Linked DNA regions of Mus musculus: region 2 is linked to region 1. Evidence: chromatin contacts called from public Hi-C data. All regions are on one chromosome and are shown on one strand. Each heading gives the region's core, a stretch centred on a gene start, on an enhancer-like site or on the middle of the called end of the contact. The rest is flanking DNA. Distances are from core to core; before and after follow the strand shown. Region 1 holds the start of Mboat1 (membrane bound O-acyltransferase domain containing 1). Region 2 overlaps Mboat1 (membrane bound O-acyltransferase domain containing 1).

Region 1 (7,642 bases), core at 3,257-5,756:
ACACCTATCAGTTGAGCTAAAACTCAAAACTGGAGCCTGGATTGCAAAATTGAAGTTCCTTGCAGCTTTGTGGGTAGTATTGAAACCACTCAAAGCCCAAAGACAATGCTCCCTGGTGGGTGGGGGGGTCTCCACTCTCTCCAGATCAGTTCTCCAGTTTAACATCACAGGCAAACAGTTTCTGCTCTTTCCTGAAGGTGGACTCCTAGCATAATAAAAAGACCTCTAGCTAATTAAAAGTAGAACGGGATCATGGGTTTTATTTGCACCTTTGCCATGTACTAGCTGAATAAGTCTGGAGACATCTGCAAGTCACCAGTAACTTGGTATTCTTAACAATAGACAGAAATGTAATAGTAATAGAAGTGCAACCATCCTTGAGTCGTTGAGAGGATCAAAATACAAAACAAAAGAAAACAAAACAAGAACCAAAAAGCCAAAAAAAAAAATCCCAAACATATAAATGCTCCGTGGCTCTGTGCTACCATTATGTAGACATTCTAAGAGGCAAGTGTCTTAGCTTGACACAGGGTATGATGATAGTTTTCGTTGTTCTCTTAGGGGTTTGCATCTTTGAAGACTTTGAAGACGGCCTTAAACTCTGTTGTTCTTTGATTACTCAGTAGGACAAGTGTGAGACTGGAGTTATTTCTGTGTGTGTTGGGGGAGGTCGGGGGGAGAGGATGGATAGGAGGGAAAACAGTGGGACTTGCTCTGTAGACCCATGTTGCCTAGAACTCATGATCCTCTTCTGTCTTAACCCACTGGATGTTGGGATTACAGTCCGGTGCCACTGGTGTGGTCCCTCCAACAACAGTAGTGTATACTCTTCCTGAACAGGCTACAATCTTGATCAGAGCTGTATGTACCTGACTGTTAGTTTTTATCTTGATGTGCTGTGGTAGATAACATTCATTTTCATGTTGATCTCCCCCTACCTTTTCTACTTCCTCCTCCTTTTAAAGAAGCAGGTTGGGTTGTTTATGATTTTAAGTGCGAGTGTCCTTAGAGGCCAGAAGAGTGAAGTTCCCTGGAGCTGGAGCGACAGGCAGTTGTGAACCACTGACCTGGGTGCTGAGAAACAAACTCAGGTCTTTGGGTCCTGGGGAAGTGCAGCAAACACTCTGAATGACTGAGCCACCTTTCTTGCCAGAGGACAATTTCTACAAATCCAAGAAACCTACCTAACTTTATTTATGGAAAACATTTACTTGAGAACACTGAGCCATGGTCTACTTCTGTCCACTCCTAAGGGGTTCTTTCCCTTTCTTTAACTAAAGTCTAGGTGTATCCTAAGCTGTCTCCAGACATCTGGGTTCAAGGATCACCCTGCTGGATGATCCTTCCCAGTAGCTAGGATTGCATGCCTCCCTTTTCATTTTTAAATAAATGCTTGTAGCCCCTATCTGATTTTCAGATTCCACTTAAGCGCTTACCTCACTTAAGATTCGTATTATTTCAGGTTGGTTATCTACCAGGGTTGATGCTTGGTGACTCTGACTAGTCTCATTAGTCTCAAGCATATTCCTGTGTGTGTCTCTCTGTGTGTATGCATGTGTATATATGTGTGTTTATATGTATGCATGTACACTTAAGAGTACATGTATGTGTGTGCATGTGCTGTGAATCTGCTTGGCAGAAGCATAGTGTAGACTTTTCCCATTATTCCTTGGCAGAGGACATGAGTCTAAAACCTGTGGCCTACCCATTTAGTGTTGGCTGTAGCTTTCTAGGAATGGTATTGCTAAATGTCAACAGGAAAACCTATGTCTCTGGGAAGACGTTCTTGCAGGTGTATATTGGGCATCCATTTAATTTGAAACCTGAATCCACATTCATAAAATCTATCTAAAGTCATTGACTACATCTCTGGTTGGATATTTCTGCTAGCAAATCTTTGGCAGCTTCCAGATGCTTCGCCTGGGCCCACAAAGCTCCTTTTTCCTTGGCTTTCTACACATTAGCCCAGTGCCCCGTGGTCCTAAAAGCCTCTTTCTTTATCAGCTAACATTTAGTGTTTCCTGGAAAGGGTGTGTATTATTATTATTATTATTGATTTATTTATTATTATACATAAGTACACTGTAGCTGACTTCAGACGTACCAGAAGAGGGCGTCAGATCTCATTGCAGGTGGTTGTGAGCCACCATGTGGTTGCTGGGATTTGAACTCAAGACCTTCAGAAAAGCAGTCAGTGCTCTTACCCACTTAGCCATCTCACCAGCCCATATTATTATTTTTAATGGAGTCTCAGGACATTTCTTAAGCAGGTCACCAACTTCAGGCTCAAACGATCCTGTGTCCTCCACCTCGCACATAGGGAGGACTGCAGGTGTGTGGTTTGAGGGACTTACAGGGCTGATGTTTCTCTATTTGCACAGTTTACTCTCATCCTAGGTGGAGAAAAGAGCTATCAGTCATGAATCTGTAAGATTCTGCAGTTCTTCAGAAAGCAACAGTGTTTCTGTTGTTTTCATTGCAGGTCTGGATGGGCACAGAGCACGGCTTGGGCTTTCCTGGGCCAAAAGCAGGAAGCAGGCATGGAAGCGCCTATGGAGGACTCATGTTTCAAGGCTCGCTCCAGGGTGCTAGAAGACCCCTCCATGATGATGAAACATGGGTGATGGGGGCCACTGAGACTTCCTAAGCGGAGCAGAGATGCCACAGTCCTGAAGCTGGCACATGGTACATGGAAGTTGGAGGGGCACAGATGTGGCAGGGACACTGGAGGTGGAGGGCATGCCCATGCCCCAGTGTTCTGCTCACATCTCTCCCGAGGACAAAGCACTGGTTTACTCCATAGTCTTTGGCTGCATGAATAGTACAGTAGCTCCTGTAAGCTCACAGGCACATGGCTACATCTCCAGTTCATCGTTATCCACCATCTTGTAAAGATGCTGAGAAGTTGCTTTGCCGTCAGTGTGGATCTTCTCCTCTCTTCATGTTCAATTACTTCCCACACCTATAGAAAGTCACCCCACAACCTAAGCAAAGGGCTGCAGGGGCTGACAAGATGGCTCAGTGGTTAAGGGTGGTTAAGAATGTTTGCAGCTCTCCCAGAGGACTGGACTTCAGATGCCAGCACACAGGACGTGGATGAACTGCTCAGTACTGCCTGTAACTACAGCTCTGACTCTCCCTTCTAGCCTCTACAGGCACACACACACACACACTCTCTCTCTCTCTCTCTCTCTCTCTCTCTCTCTCACACACACACACACACACACACACAATCTTTTAAAAGGTGTTTGTGTGTCCAGAGGGATCTCTTGGTTCCTGGCTTCCTTTCTCTTCAGTAGGTCCCTGGGTGTTTCTCAGACTTCCAATGTGAGCAGCTACTTTGACATCAGGTTAGATGCAGCAGAGACTGGTAAAGTGCTAGAAGGGTCTCTGTGATGTTTTAAAATGTCTGTTAGTGAGTTGAAAAGGATTTCTCAAGAAACAGAGATACAGAGCTGTTTCAGCAAGTGAAAGACCCGTCATCACGTGGGTAGTAAACAGTAAACAGAAGCTTACTGGAGAGAAACGGCCCAGATGAAAATGAGACAAGTCACAGAAGGAAGCAGAGATAGTGGATTAGGGTGCTAGAAACTGTGGCTTGACCAGAGAAGGTAAAGAATGACAACCTTGGGTGCTGGAGAGATGGCTCAGGACCTGAGAGCAATCTCTCTTGCTGCAGAGGGCCGGAGTTCTATTTCCAGCACCCACATGGTGGCTCACAATCTCCTGAAACTCCATGGACTCTTCCGGTCTCCAGTGGCATCTACTCACAAGTACATACATACATGTAAAGTAAAAAACATATGAGAGAGAGAGAGAGAGAGAGAGAGAGAGAGAGAGAGAGAGAGAGAGGAAAGAGAGAGAGGAGAGAGAGAAGAGAGAGAGAAGAGAGAGAGAAGAGAGAGAGAAGAGAGAGAAGAGAGAGAGAAGAGAGAGAGAAGAGAGAGAAGAGAGAAGAGAGAAAGAAGAGAGAAGAGAGAAGAGAGAAGAGAGAAGAGAGAAGAGAGAAAGAAGAGACAACCAGACAGGGAGCACCAGGAATTCAGAACACAATCAAAGACACAGGGAAGGAGGAGAAGGAGACGCGAAGGAGAATAATAATCTGGAGTGGAGTTTTATGTTTGTGCACACCTGTAATTTCAGTATTTGGGAGTTTAGGGAAAGTCTGGGCTACAGGAGACCCTGCCTCTAAACTGCAAATAAATAAATCTTTAAAATGTAAGCAAAATGAGCGGTGTTGGTTAGCTCTTAGGTCTCTTCTGGCTTCCGGAGTAGCAGCAGGAGCCGGGCCTGAAACTGGAGCACAGGACACCCCAGCTGCCTGGGAGGAGGGTGAGACGGCTTCGGAGGAACCCGGATCGGGCCCGCTGCGCGCCCGGGGAGGGCGGCGAACTGGGGAACAGACTGGGCGTCTCCCGGTCTCCTGCCCCGGGCCGGGCTCCCGGGGATCCGCGCCCATCTCTGCCCGGCTCCTCCTCCGGGGCGTCCCCGGCTGCTGGCCAATGGGCGGCGGGCGGTGCGGAGCGGGAAGCAGAACGTGGGGGCCCTGCCCTCCCAGGCGCGGGGTCCCGCAGCGCCAGGTCCGCGCCCTGGAGTCGGCGCCAGGTTCCCGCGAGGTCCTCAGGAGCCCTCAAGGTGGCCAGTGTGCAGCTCCCGGGCGACAGAGCACCCTGAAGATGCAGGATGGCAGCACGGCCGCCCGCCAGCCTCTCTTACCGTACCACCGGCTCCACCTGCCTGCACCCGCTCAGCCAGCTCCTGGGCATCCCGCTGGATCAGGTAACAGCGTCCCACCCGCTACCCAGACCCTCTGTCTGGGAACAGGATTGCGACCTGGATTCGCTCAGAGCCTAGTTTATGGCTATGAACCCTACACGTGCGAGAGCTTTTTCTTCCCTTTTTTTTCTTTTTTCTCTGAGTTGGCTGCTTTTTCTGCGTGAAAACTATACGTCCACCTAAGCTAGCAAGTTGGACTGAACTTTTAAGTTTTGCTCTGTGATCGAATTATTTAGTGGTGTGATCCATGAACCCAGCATTTCCCCCACCAGTGTAGATAAAAGTCTTTGTGATTTTTAAATTTAGGCGATCCTACTTTAAGAGTAAGTCTGATCCAGCTGGGTGTGGTGGATCACGCCTTTAATCCAGGTCTTCAGAGCCCGGGGCAGGGAAATTGCAGCGAGTTCCCGTCTTCTCTGTCTAGGATGCTGAGGAGAAGCCTCAACTCTCAAACAAAACCAAACAAAAAGTAAAAAGCCTGACTAACCAGATGCGTAGGTCTATAGTATAGTATATGGTGATGACTTTTTTATTCCGTTTGTTGAGACAGCATCTGGCCCTGACTGTCTTGGCACTCACTCTGAAGTTCAGGCTGGCATCGAAGTCTCTTATTTTGTCTAGGCTGGGCTAGAACTGGTGATCCTTTCGCCACAGTGTTGAGATGCTTCTCAGAGGGCCTTACTCAGTTCTCATCCATCCCTGCTGTGCGAAACTGATGAGTAGGGCGGGCCCTGGGAGGAAAAGGGCTGTGGGGACTTCTTTGGAACTGTTCAGGAGTTGCCTGCTACATTAGAGGTAAAACTGGCAACAGTAACCTGGTAGGAATTTTGCCAAAGACAGCTGGAGTGCAATTCAGTGGTAGAGTTTGTAGTATGCTGGAGGGTCTGTCCTGTCTTCTGGCCTCCGTACTGAGGTCAAGAAAAGTCTTCCTGAGGTGTATGTAGTCTTGCCTTATTTCCTTCGGTGCCTCAGGCTATGTCCCCTGTGTAGGATGTAATGGTTTGAATGGATTCAGGCAGGACAGGTTGGAGTAAGACCCACTGCTCTCCTTACTAATCTGTTTCCTTTGAGTTTCCCCAGTTTAGTTTCCCTTCCTTTGCTGGGTCTCGAGGTGCATGCTTGTATTTCCAGTGCCAGGGAAACAGGCAGGAAGATTGCTCCGAGTTAGAGACCTGCCTAGGCCACGGGGAGAGAGTACCAAGTCAGCCTGGGTTACCCAGTAAAACTCCCGACTCGAAAATGCAAAACAAAACAAAATGTTCCTGTCTTCTTAGAGCAGTTTCTGTCCTTCCTATCTTTCTTTCTTTTCATACTAGAGCTACCTGTACCTGCGCCTCTTCTGTTTGCATTCCTTTGACAATGAGGAAGTTGGCCCTGGCTGTTTGCATTACTCACAGGGTTCGCCCTCATCCTAACTCTTAGGTTCTGACTACTACTGCCTTCTCATCAGTTGCAAAACCTTGAGAATCAGGAACTTGGTAGAAGTATCAGATATTGAGTCAAGGTCAGAAGTCCAAGGGACCCTGGCAGGGGCAGGCACAAGAGCGAATTCTTTCATCCAGAAGCCGGATGAATTTGTTGCTGAATTTCCATAGGAGGAGTTCATTTTGCATTGACGTCTCTAATTACTACTAGAACCTATAGTAATTGCATTTTCTTTTGCATAATAATCTATTTTACAATAATATAGAATAGAGTGGGCTTTCCTCCCCTCCCCCCAGCCACCCCCCCCCCATCCCTGACCCAGACAGAAATACATGGATTGGTGAAGGGCAGTTGTGCGGGGAGGAGCTGTTGTCATTAAGCCTCTGGCTGCATCCACGTCCGTCCCCAAACTACAGGGTTTTTGTAAAAGTTACTCTGGTTTTTAGAAGAGACTTAGTACTTTACAGTGTGTATGTGTGTGTGTTGCCTGTTCATGTGTGGGTGTGTGTACATGAGTGTACGTGTCCACCAAGGTCAGAAGAGGGTCTTGGGTCCCCTGAAGCTGGAGTTCCAAGCATTTCTTTTAACCTCAGTGCCATCTATTCAGCCCCCAAAGGAATCCTGGTTTTAATTTATGAAAAAAGGAAAAAAGAGCACTCCAGACATGATAGATTTTACTTCATTCCATAAATGAACTCGGATTATCATGAGATGGATGAAAAATCATGAGGAACACTTGGTTTCTCTGAGATCCTGGGTCAGCCTGACCAACTGGGTCAGTTTGAGCAACTTGGTAAAAATGTTAATCATACGATACCCCAAATCACTTGCTTTCAGCCTGGGGAAAAATCCCAAGCCATCAATAGTGCGATTTGGGGGCAAACTGTGGCAGGAGGTTTGTCTTTGAAGCCCTTTCCCAGTGTCTTAAGATTTCATGTTCCTAACTGGAAAGGGGCTATCCCAAAAGCTGTTGCCTGTATGTGGGATAAGCTCTCTGGCTGGATTGCCTTGTCTGGCCTCAGTGGGAAAGGAGGTGCCCAGCTTCACAGAGACTTTAAGTGTCAGGGGGTGGGGAATATCCAGGAGGAAGCCCACTCAGAGGAGAAGGGGAGGGGGAGAGAGGAAGGATTGTGTGTGTGTGTGTGTGGGGGGTGATGACTGGGAGGGGGGACAGCGAGTGAGATGTAAAGAGAATATGTAAAACAAAGATTAAATATAAAAAGATTTCATGTTCTTGTTTGTAACTTCTAGGAAACTGCATTTCTGTGATTGCCCTCAGTGTCTGGGATTCTCCGCATGAGGAACTTTCTTACTGGGGTTGGAGAGATGGCTGAGCAGTTTTGCCCGTGCTTTCTGCTCTCCCAGAGAAACCGACTTTGGTTTCCTTCACCTGTGTCAGGCAGCTCACAAACCCCAGCTCCAGAGGATCTCATGCCCTCTT
Region 2 (7,642 bases), core at 2,527-5,026, 92 kb after region 1:
CACTGTAGCTGATTTCAGACACACCAGAAGAGGGCGTCAGATCTCATTATGGGTGGTTGTGAGCCACCATGTGGTTGCTGGGATTTGAACTCAGGACCTTCTGAAGAGCAGTCAGTGCTCTTACCCACTGAGCCATCTCGCCAGCCCTAAATAAATCTTAAAACAAAAAAACAGTAAACAGCAGTAACCAAATGTCAAATAGCTTAGTAGAAAGCATGTCCAGTCACCCACCCTCTTTGCTTAAAATTGAATATAGGCAATTACTTAGGTTGTTCTCAGTTCCTTGTCATGTCCGCTCACTTATGCCCCAGTCCCTTCCGGGCAGGATTCCATTGCTGAGCCGACTCAAGGGCACCCATTCCTAGGAAGTTGGAAACTACAGACATGTAGAATGACGTTTCCCGGGAGGTCAGAGGAGCTGGGCAAAATGACTGAATCCTGATATTGAAACTCAGCACCTCTTAACTCTGGATATTCTAGTTTGTGTCTCTGTTGCTGTGATAAACCATGATCAAAAACACCTAGAGGAGGAAAGGGCTGATTTAGCTTACAGGTTATAGGCCTGTGAGAAGCCAGAGCAGAAGCTGTAGGCAAAAAGGAAGAACTGCTTAGTGGCTTGATTGTAGGCTCAGGCTTAGCTACCTCTCTTCTACAGTCCAGCCCAACTGCCCAGTGGCTCTGGGCCCTCTTACATCAGTTAGCAATTAGGTAAACGCCCCATAGACATGCCATAGGGCAATCTGGGGGGAAGCATTTCATCAACTGAGCTTCCTTCTTCCCTGGTGACTGTAGGTTTGTGTCAAAGTGACAGCTGAAGCTAACAATGACACTAGATTTAACATTTGAGTCATCTTCGGAAGCTAACGTCACCCACTGTCTGCCCAGGTGTTCCGTCTCAGGTGTTCAGTTACCTGCACAGGGTCCATTATACCAGAAGCCTCTCCCATCTGACTGGTGACGCAAGCGTGGCTCTCTGGCCATGATGCCCTGGAATGGTATCCATTTCCCTTGTGTTTTGGATAACAGCTCTACCTAACTTATGTTGGTAGGAATACAAAAAAATGCTTTCAGATATGTCCCATGTTTACAGTGAAAACTTACAGTCCTCAAGTGTTACATGCGTGCTCTGCATATAAATGCACCACCTAACCTAATCCTATCAGATTTGTGTCTCGAGGCAGGAAATCCACACCTGTTGCCCTTCCTTCTAGGGAAGTAATTGCTGACAGTGTTCTTTAGGTTCTTCATACCTGAGTAGTTACATGGGTTTCTCTCCCCCACCCCCGTTTCTAGGGAGCTGTGATACAGAAGTTGTGTGTGACCTTGATGTCTCTCCTGTTGTTTTTGACGCTCTCCAAGTCCTTTCCCGTCACCTTCCTTATTGATGACTGGTTTGTACATAAGGCCAACTTTCTGAGTCGTCTCTGGTACTTATATGTCGTCATGCAAGCCGCAAAGCCCAAGTATTACTTTGCGTGGACATTAGGTAAGTTTGATGGAGTGGCCCTAAATGAATGAGGAGCGTCGTGGTCCTCTGTATTCTGGAATAGCCAGAATACCAGTTGTATCATTGACTCGTTCTAAAGTCCGATCCTTCACGGGTGGCTGGGAAGCCAGTGCTAATTTTAGTCTTCAACGTTGCGCTCCTCTCTTTCACCCTCCATAACCTGGTTATCAGTGAGAAGCGGGTACCTGGGCTGTTGTTTAAACCCAGTGCTTGTAGCAGCTTCCAACCACTGAACTTGACCATTGCATGCAGCGAGGTGTTGAGAGAAACTTCCAGCACAGTCTGGCTTGCTTTTCATTTTCCAGGTTGTATGCATGCAGGATGAGTTTTATTAGCACATATCGCAGTTCAGGTTGCTCATGGTGACAGGGATGCCTCGGAAGGATGCTGAGTTCAACTTTTCCTCTTTATGGCGGAAAGTTCCACCTCATTGTTTTTTTTAATCACACTTCTTTTTTTCTGCTGGGGAGTGCTGGCCAATCTCAAGGTTTTATATTGTTCCTTTGAAAGAATTTGGGGTGGAGTTGTATAAAGCTTTGCTAAGTAATGAGCCTATGCACTTACAGAGGCTGGTAAAGGATTTTGAATCCACACCGCAGGTTAAGGAATAGCTGCAGATCCTCTTCTTAGTTTGTGTCTTGGGTTGAAAGTTCCTAATTAAAGTTGGCAGATGCAAAATTACTTATTTAAATATTGGTAATATGGAATAGACTATTTTGGCCATTTAGGCATGCAGAACAGCAGTGGCAGGCTTTTCATGACATTATGCTAATGTTGAGAGCCAGCCACTTTGTATTGCCCCAAGCACAAACGTGCCCATTAAGCAATTTTCCCCTGGACAAGGCTATTTCTAATGCAAAAAAAAAATGTATGTATAAGTTCAGTCCAAATGCATTATTTGGCCAGATGCAACACACTTAGAGGTTTTTGTTTTGTTTTGTTTTGTATGTTTTGTTTTGTTTAAGACTGGATCTTACTATCTGGCCTGGAACTCACTCTGTAGACCAGGCTGGCTCAAACTCAGAGATCTACCTGCCTCTGCTGGGACTTAGAGCTGTGAGCTACCACGCCAGCATTAGAGCTGCTTTAGAATTTATGGTGGGCTATGTTTTGTTCCCATTTCTGTTTGGTGTAATTTAGTTGAGTCCTAGGCTTTGTCCTAGGAAATATCTTCTGCATCTCAAGACTGCCATTTTGTGGGGACACAGAACTCTCCATCAGTTGGGCAAGAGGTATCAAGAGCAGCCCCAGTGGCCATAATATGGAGGAAAAATGTTTCAAAAGTCCATTCCCCTCCTTTCTGATTCTGCTGTTGCTTGGGTAGTTAAAAAATGCTGCCTTCTTTGTTTCTGTAGTAGCTAGGCAGTCCTATCTCAAGTAGCTGGGAGTCCGTTTGGATCCTTGCATATATATGTTTTCCCATGCAAAATAGTTAATGCTTTCACTTTGCTCTTCTAACCTGAGTAAGGATGTGTTCAGGCGTTCATCAGTATTGTGCGTGCGTGTGTGCGTGCTTCTGTGAGTGTGTGCATGCGTGCACACATGCATGCTTACCTGGGTGCATGTGTATATGTGTTTATGGAGAGAGGATGGAAGAGAGTGGGCAAGTCTGTTTCTGTTAACTGAGTTCTCTATTTTCACCTGTTTGCTTTCTCTCTTCTTCCCCCCACCCTTCCTGCTCCCACGTTTTATATCTCAGGGATTAAGGGCTGGCTTTGAATTAAATGAGCTCCAGATTTAAGGAGGAAACAAGGCCATTCGGTGGCCTCGTGGGGAGAGTCTGACACAGGTGGGTTGTGCTGACAGGGTCTGGGTGGGAGGGGTGACAGGGGACAGGATGTCTCTGTGCTCAGGAGAACTCCCCAGACTGGAATGTAGCTGTGATTCTTCGGGGCAGCTTTCTCCGTGCACTGAGATGTTTATCTCCCATCCCCTCTGCCCCATCTCTGTTTTCCTGGTTGCATAGTGGAAACACTTTATTAATTTGCACAGCTTCAATTTGAAGTTTTTTTTTTTCCAGTTTTGATTACATGGGCTAGTCTGAAATTAACCTTTGCATTATTTATAAATAAAGAAGCAATGGATAGTCCATCAGGGAATATTTAAATTGCTTAACGGAATAATTGTTTTATCCAGCTCTTTAAAATGCCATTTACATATAATTGATATACTAATAATAAATTATTATAAATTGAATCCTTAAAGCTGGCCTCTCACGGATCTCAGCTGCACTGCGCTATGTAAGGCTTGCTCTCATTACTGTTCCTATTAAATTAGTAAAACTATTTTCTTTGGACTTCACATCCAATCCTGATTCTCTCCAGCTACTTGGTACTAATTAGGGAGGCTCAACTGTAGCGTAGGCTACATTCTAAGGCCCACGAACTCCAAGAAAGGGATATCTAAACAAGTTTGTCTGCCGTAGTAAGTTACGCCATGCATGGAGAAAGGGAAGCTGGCTTGGGGTTATGAGTCAGAACCTCACTCTGGCTGCTCTGAGCCATGATGGAATCTCAGATAAACTTCTGCAGAAAGCACTGTGCAGAACAGGGAATCCTGACTCTCCAAATAGGGTGATTCTGGGAATTAGTCATCTTGAAAAGGAGCTCTTAAGCCTTTAGGATGTGGAATCCGTTCTGACCTACACATTCAGTACTGCCTACCCTGGAATTGTCTGCACATTGAACAACCATCGCTAGCCTCAGTCCCTCTGCATCTGCATTAGCAGAGTCCATTACAATAAAAATGGCCACCACCCTCTCTTGAGTGCTTCCTCAGATGGGCCCTGTACTGTGTACTTTATATACACCGCAACAGCTCTTTAACCTGGGCACCATTGTTATATCCATTTTACTCTTAGAGGACAGGTTTCTAGAAGTTTGTGTCCTCCTTTAGCTTTTGTATTCCTATACTGCTGAGCCTACCTTACTGTCCCTCCTAACACAGCTGGGAGAGTAAATAAGAAATACTCGTAAGGTGTTGGGTACTGAGACCCAGAAAAGTATGCGAAGTCTCATCTTGATGGCCAGTTTGCTGGCATTGAGGAGCACATAGGCTATTGGTAAAGCACACTTCTAGATGTGAATGTAAGGGAATTTGCAGGGAGGAAATTCCAGTCCTGTGTGGCAGCAGCACCACACATTGGCTGAGGGCTCTGGGATGGGAAAGAATGAGGGAGAAGAAGAAAGATGGGGACACAGGCATTTTTGCTCTTTTTGCTTCCTGAGCGCCATGATGTGACATGCTGTCACACACACACACACACACACACACACACACACACACACACACACACATCCCTTCCCTATAGTGATGGATTGCAACATCTGGGGCTGTCCTTGCCTTAAGTTGCCTTCTTAGGGTGTCTTGTGAAAGTCTGACTATCGAAGCTGGTGATCACAGGACACATGCATTCAGCTCTGTGTGGTAGGCCCAAGGTGAAGGACATGGGCCGTCTCGCGGTTGACATCAGTCATTTCTCGACTTGGTCTCACATACGAACTATGAGGCTCCGTTTTGGCCATCTGTTTTCTCTACTGAGTTTCCCTTTAGAGGACAGAGGATGACATGGGCTCTGTCCTTTTAAATCCTTCTACGAGAAACCAGATAGTTTTCAACTGAAGCCAAGCCTAAGATAAGCATCATTAAATCATCAACTATGCTAAAAATAGAGGAGATAATAATAGAACTGTGTTCTCTCTCCTTCCTTCTGTTCCCTTTTCTCTCTTTCCCTCTCTCCACCTCTCTCCCTCTTCATCTCCCCCTCTTTCCACCCTCCCACTCTCCCCTTCTCTCCCTCTCCAGCTCCCCCTCTCTCCCTCTCTCTCCCCTTCTCTCCCTCTCTTCTTTCTCCCTCCCTCCCTCTCTTTCCCCCTCTCCCTCCATCCCTCCCTCCTTCCCTCTCTCCTTCTCTCCAGTTTTGCGGATGGCATTCATGGTAAGTGCTAGACAAGTCCTGGACCACTAAGCTCAGAGCCATCCTTTTGAGTGACTGTTCTGAAGACGGGCTCCTCTCCAGTAGGCTTGGAAGGCGGTCTGCATTTGGACTTGAACTTTTATGGGATGATCCTCAAAGATCTCCTTCAGATGTAGAACTCTGAAGCACTGTGATTTAATTAGAATGAGTCACTAATGAGCACTTTCTTGAAGAGCATAATCTAACAGAATTTGGACGATGATGAAGGAGGAAATTAGTCTGTTGGTCTTCATCATAAGTATAGGAGCTTGTCAGGACTCTAGCTGGTTACAAAACACCTCATTAAAGCATTTTGAGGCAAATTGTTCTTTTGGGGGCCATTTTCTTATAGTTTAGTTAAATAAATAAAGATGGAAGCGGAGGCTTTCAGAATGACTCTGTGGAGAAGATAGCTTGCTATTTTCTTTATTTTGGAGAGAAAATTTTCCTGTGTAGTTCAAGCTTCATTCTTGCTGTGCAGCCCAGAATAATCTTGTACTCTGGATCCTTCTGTCTCTGCCTCCTAAGCTCTGCCACAGCACACCGTGGAGGGTGTTGATCCCCGTGTACTGGTGTGGCGTCCATTGCAGCTGGTTCCCAGTTCTCACCTTGGCTTCTCTACCTTGTTATGGGTTTAAAACTTACATTAATTTCATCTTGTGTTAGCCTGTCATCCCCTTGCGTGTAACATGTCCAGGATAAGATCTTGGTTTGTTTCCAGTACTGGGTCTCTCCTGACATAGCACACCTACCCTATAACACCGGAGATGGTTAATGTTGGCAGATAACTTGGTGGGGTTCCAGATAACTTTGGGCACACTCATCTGAGCATGCCTGAAGTCTTTTCCAAGGAGGTTTAACTGAGGTAGGAAGACCCATCCTGAGTGTGAGTGGTACCATGGTCTGGGCTCCTGGATTGGATAAAATGGAGAAAGTGAGTTGAGAGCCAGCATTCTTCTCTCCACCTCCTCACTGAGGGTGCTGTGTGACCAGCGGCCTCGTACCCCTACTGCCATGCCTTCCCCACCATGAGAAAAATAAACCCTTCCTTCCTTAACCTGCCTTGGTCACATCAGTCTTCCATCTTGAGTGATAACTCTTAGCCTCCTGCCACGTCCCCTACTGAGCTTTGCGTCTAAGCAGTGACATGTTGTGGCCTCTTCTCTTCCTCTAGCATCCTCCCAGCTCTGAATCCCGCTGCCATATCTTCATCTCATTTCTCCACTCCTCCTCTATGCGTCTCTGTCCATTTGATGCTCCTCCAGTCTTGTGGCATATAGCAAGCACTCACTTAAAGGCTGAAGAACAAATAAATGAAAACCAAGGTCACCAAACAGCCGAGTTCATAATGAGGCCAGATCCTCTGTCTGTGTGTGTGTGTGGGGGTGGGGGGGTTAGGGGGGAAGGGGACTCGTTTTCCAAGAAAGTACAGAATAGGCTTCCAGTGTTGGAACTAGACAAATGTTTGCACTCTTTTAAACACCTCTGCCTGGATCCTGATGGTTTTTCTTAAAAACTACAGCAGATGCGGTGCACAATGCAGCTGGATTCGGGTTCAATGGCATGGACACGGATGGGAAGTCTCGCTGGGATTTACTATCTAACCTGAACATCTGGAAGATTGAGGTGAGGATATTGTGTTTATGGGGCAAACAGTCACAGCAAATAAAGCAAGCTGTGAGTGTGGGGTTCCCAGAGTCCTTCATCAGGGTGTCTGGGGAAAGCTCTTTCGGGGATGCCTGGCCCCGTACCATCCTCACCATTTGTCTCTTCCTTCTCCTCCTCTTCCTTCTCCTGATTAGTGTCATCTTGTTTTCAGCATACCCACCTCCTTGACACTTGCCATGGGTTCAAGGAAAAATGACATCACAAATTTGAAAAACCAGCTAGGAAAATCTTTCTCTCAAATCCTTGTTCTACCAACTAGAAAGTGGACATACATGCCATTTCCTCATGTTTGCACTTGACCTGGATTCCAGTTCAGAGTGTAGACTCATGTAGCCCATGCCTTTAGAACTAAGCATGCCTAAAGATAACTAAGCTATCTTTCTTTCGGAGCTTTTGTTTTGTTTTGTTTTGTTTGTTTTTGTTTTTTTGGTTTTTGTTGTTGTTGTTGTTGTTGTTTTGTCTTGTTTTTTTTGGAAGCAATTTTAATTCATTTGGGTTTGGAGAACTGTCCC

Evidence for each region. A called contact is a pair of places that touch in the nucleus more often than the background predicts.
Region 2: a Hi-C map of uterus shows a contact between it and region 1. The contact joins the enhancer-like site here to the promoter of Mboat1 in region 1. A contact is called at or near these places in 8 of 39 promoter capture datasets (3T3-L1-derived adipocytes, HPC-7-derived erythroid cells, cranial neural crest and 5 more), 1 of 15 datasets of contacts at CTCF or cohesin (CD8 T cells), 3 of 484 Hi-C or Micro-C datasets (the MC3T3-E1 cell line and uterus), 5 of 115 datasets of contacts at active chromatin or transcription factors (CD8 T cells, astrocytes, bone marrow-derived macrophages and 2 more) and 3 of 9 other capture datasets (adipose tissue, liver and pancreatic islet).

The regions. Positions count from the first base shown.
Region 1 is chr13:30,131,984-30,139,625 of GRCm38.p6, forward strand. Mboat1 (membrane bound O-acyltransferase domain containing 1) reads left to right here and starts at 4,507. Exons shown (of 13, transcript NM_153546.4): 1 at 4,507-4,779. The coding sequence starts at 4,684.
Region 2 is chr13:30,224,980-30,232,621 of GRCm38.p6, forward strand. It overlaps Mboat1 (membrane bound O-acyltransferase domain containing 1), which reads left to right. Exons shown (of 13, transcript NM_153546.4): 8 at 1,294-1,486; 9 at 6,985-7,088. Gm40863 (a long non-coding RNA gene) reads right to left here. Exons shown (of 3, transcript XR_873198.3): 3 at 5,848-6,760. Among named protein-coding and RNA genes, the nearest start is that of Gm40863, 6.4 kb to the right of the region's middle. Within about 2 kb of position 3,777, at least 24 of the 459 cell types and tissues checked have an H3K27ac peak or open chromatin away from gene starts, as enhancers often do. A contact at or near this core is called in trophoblast stem cells and uterus, where this site is marked.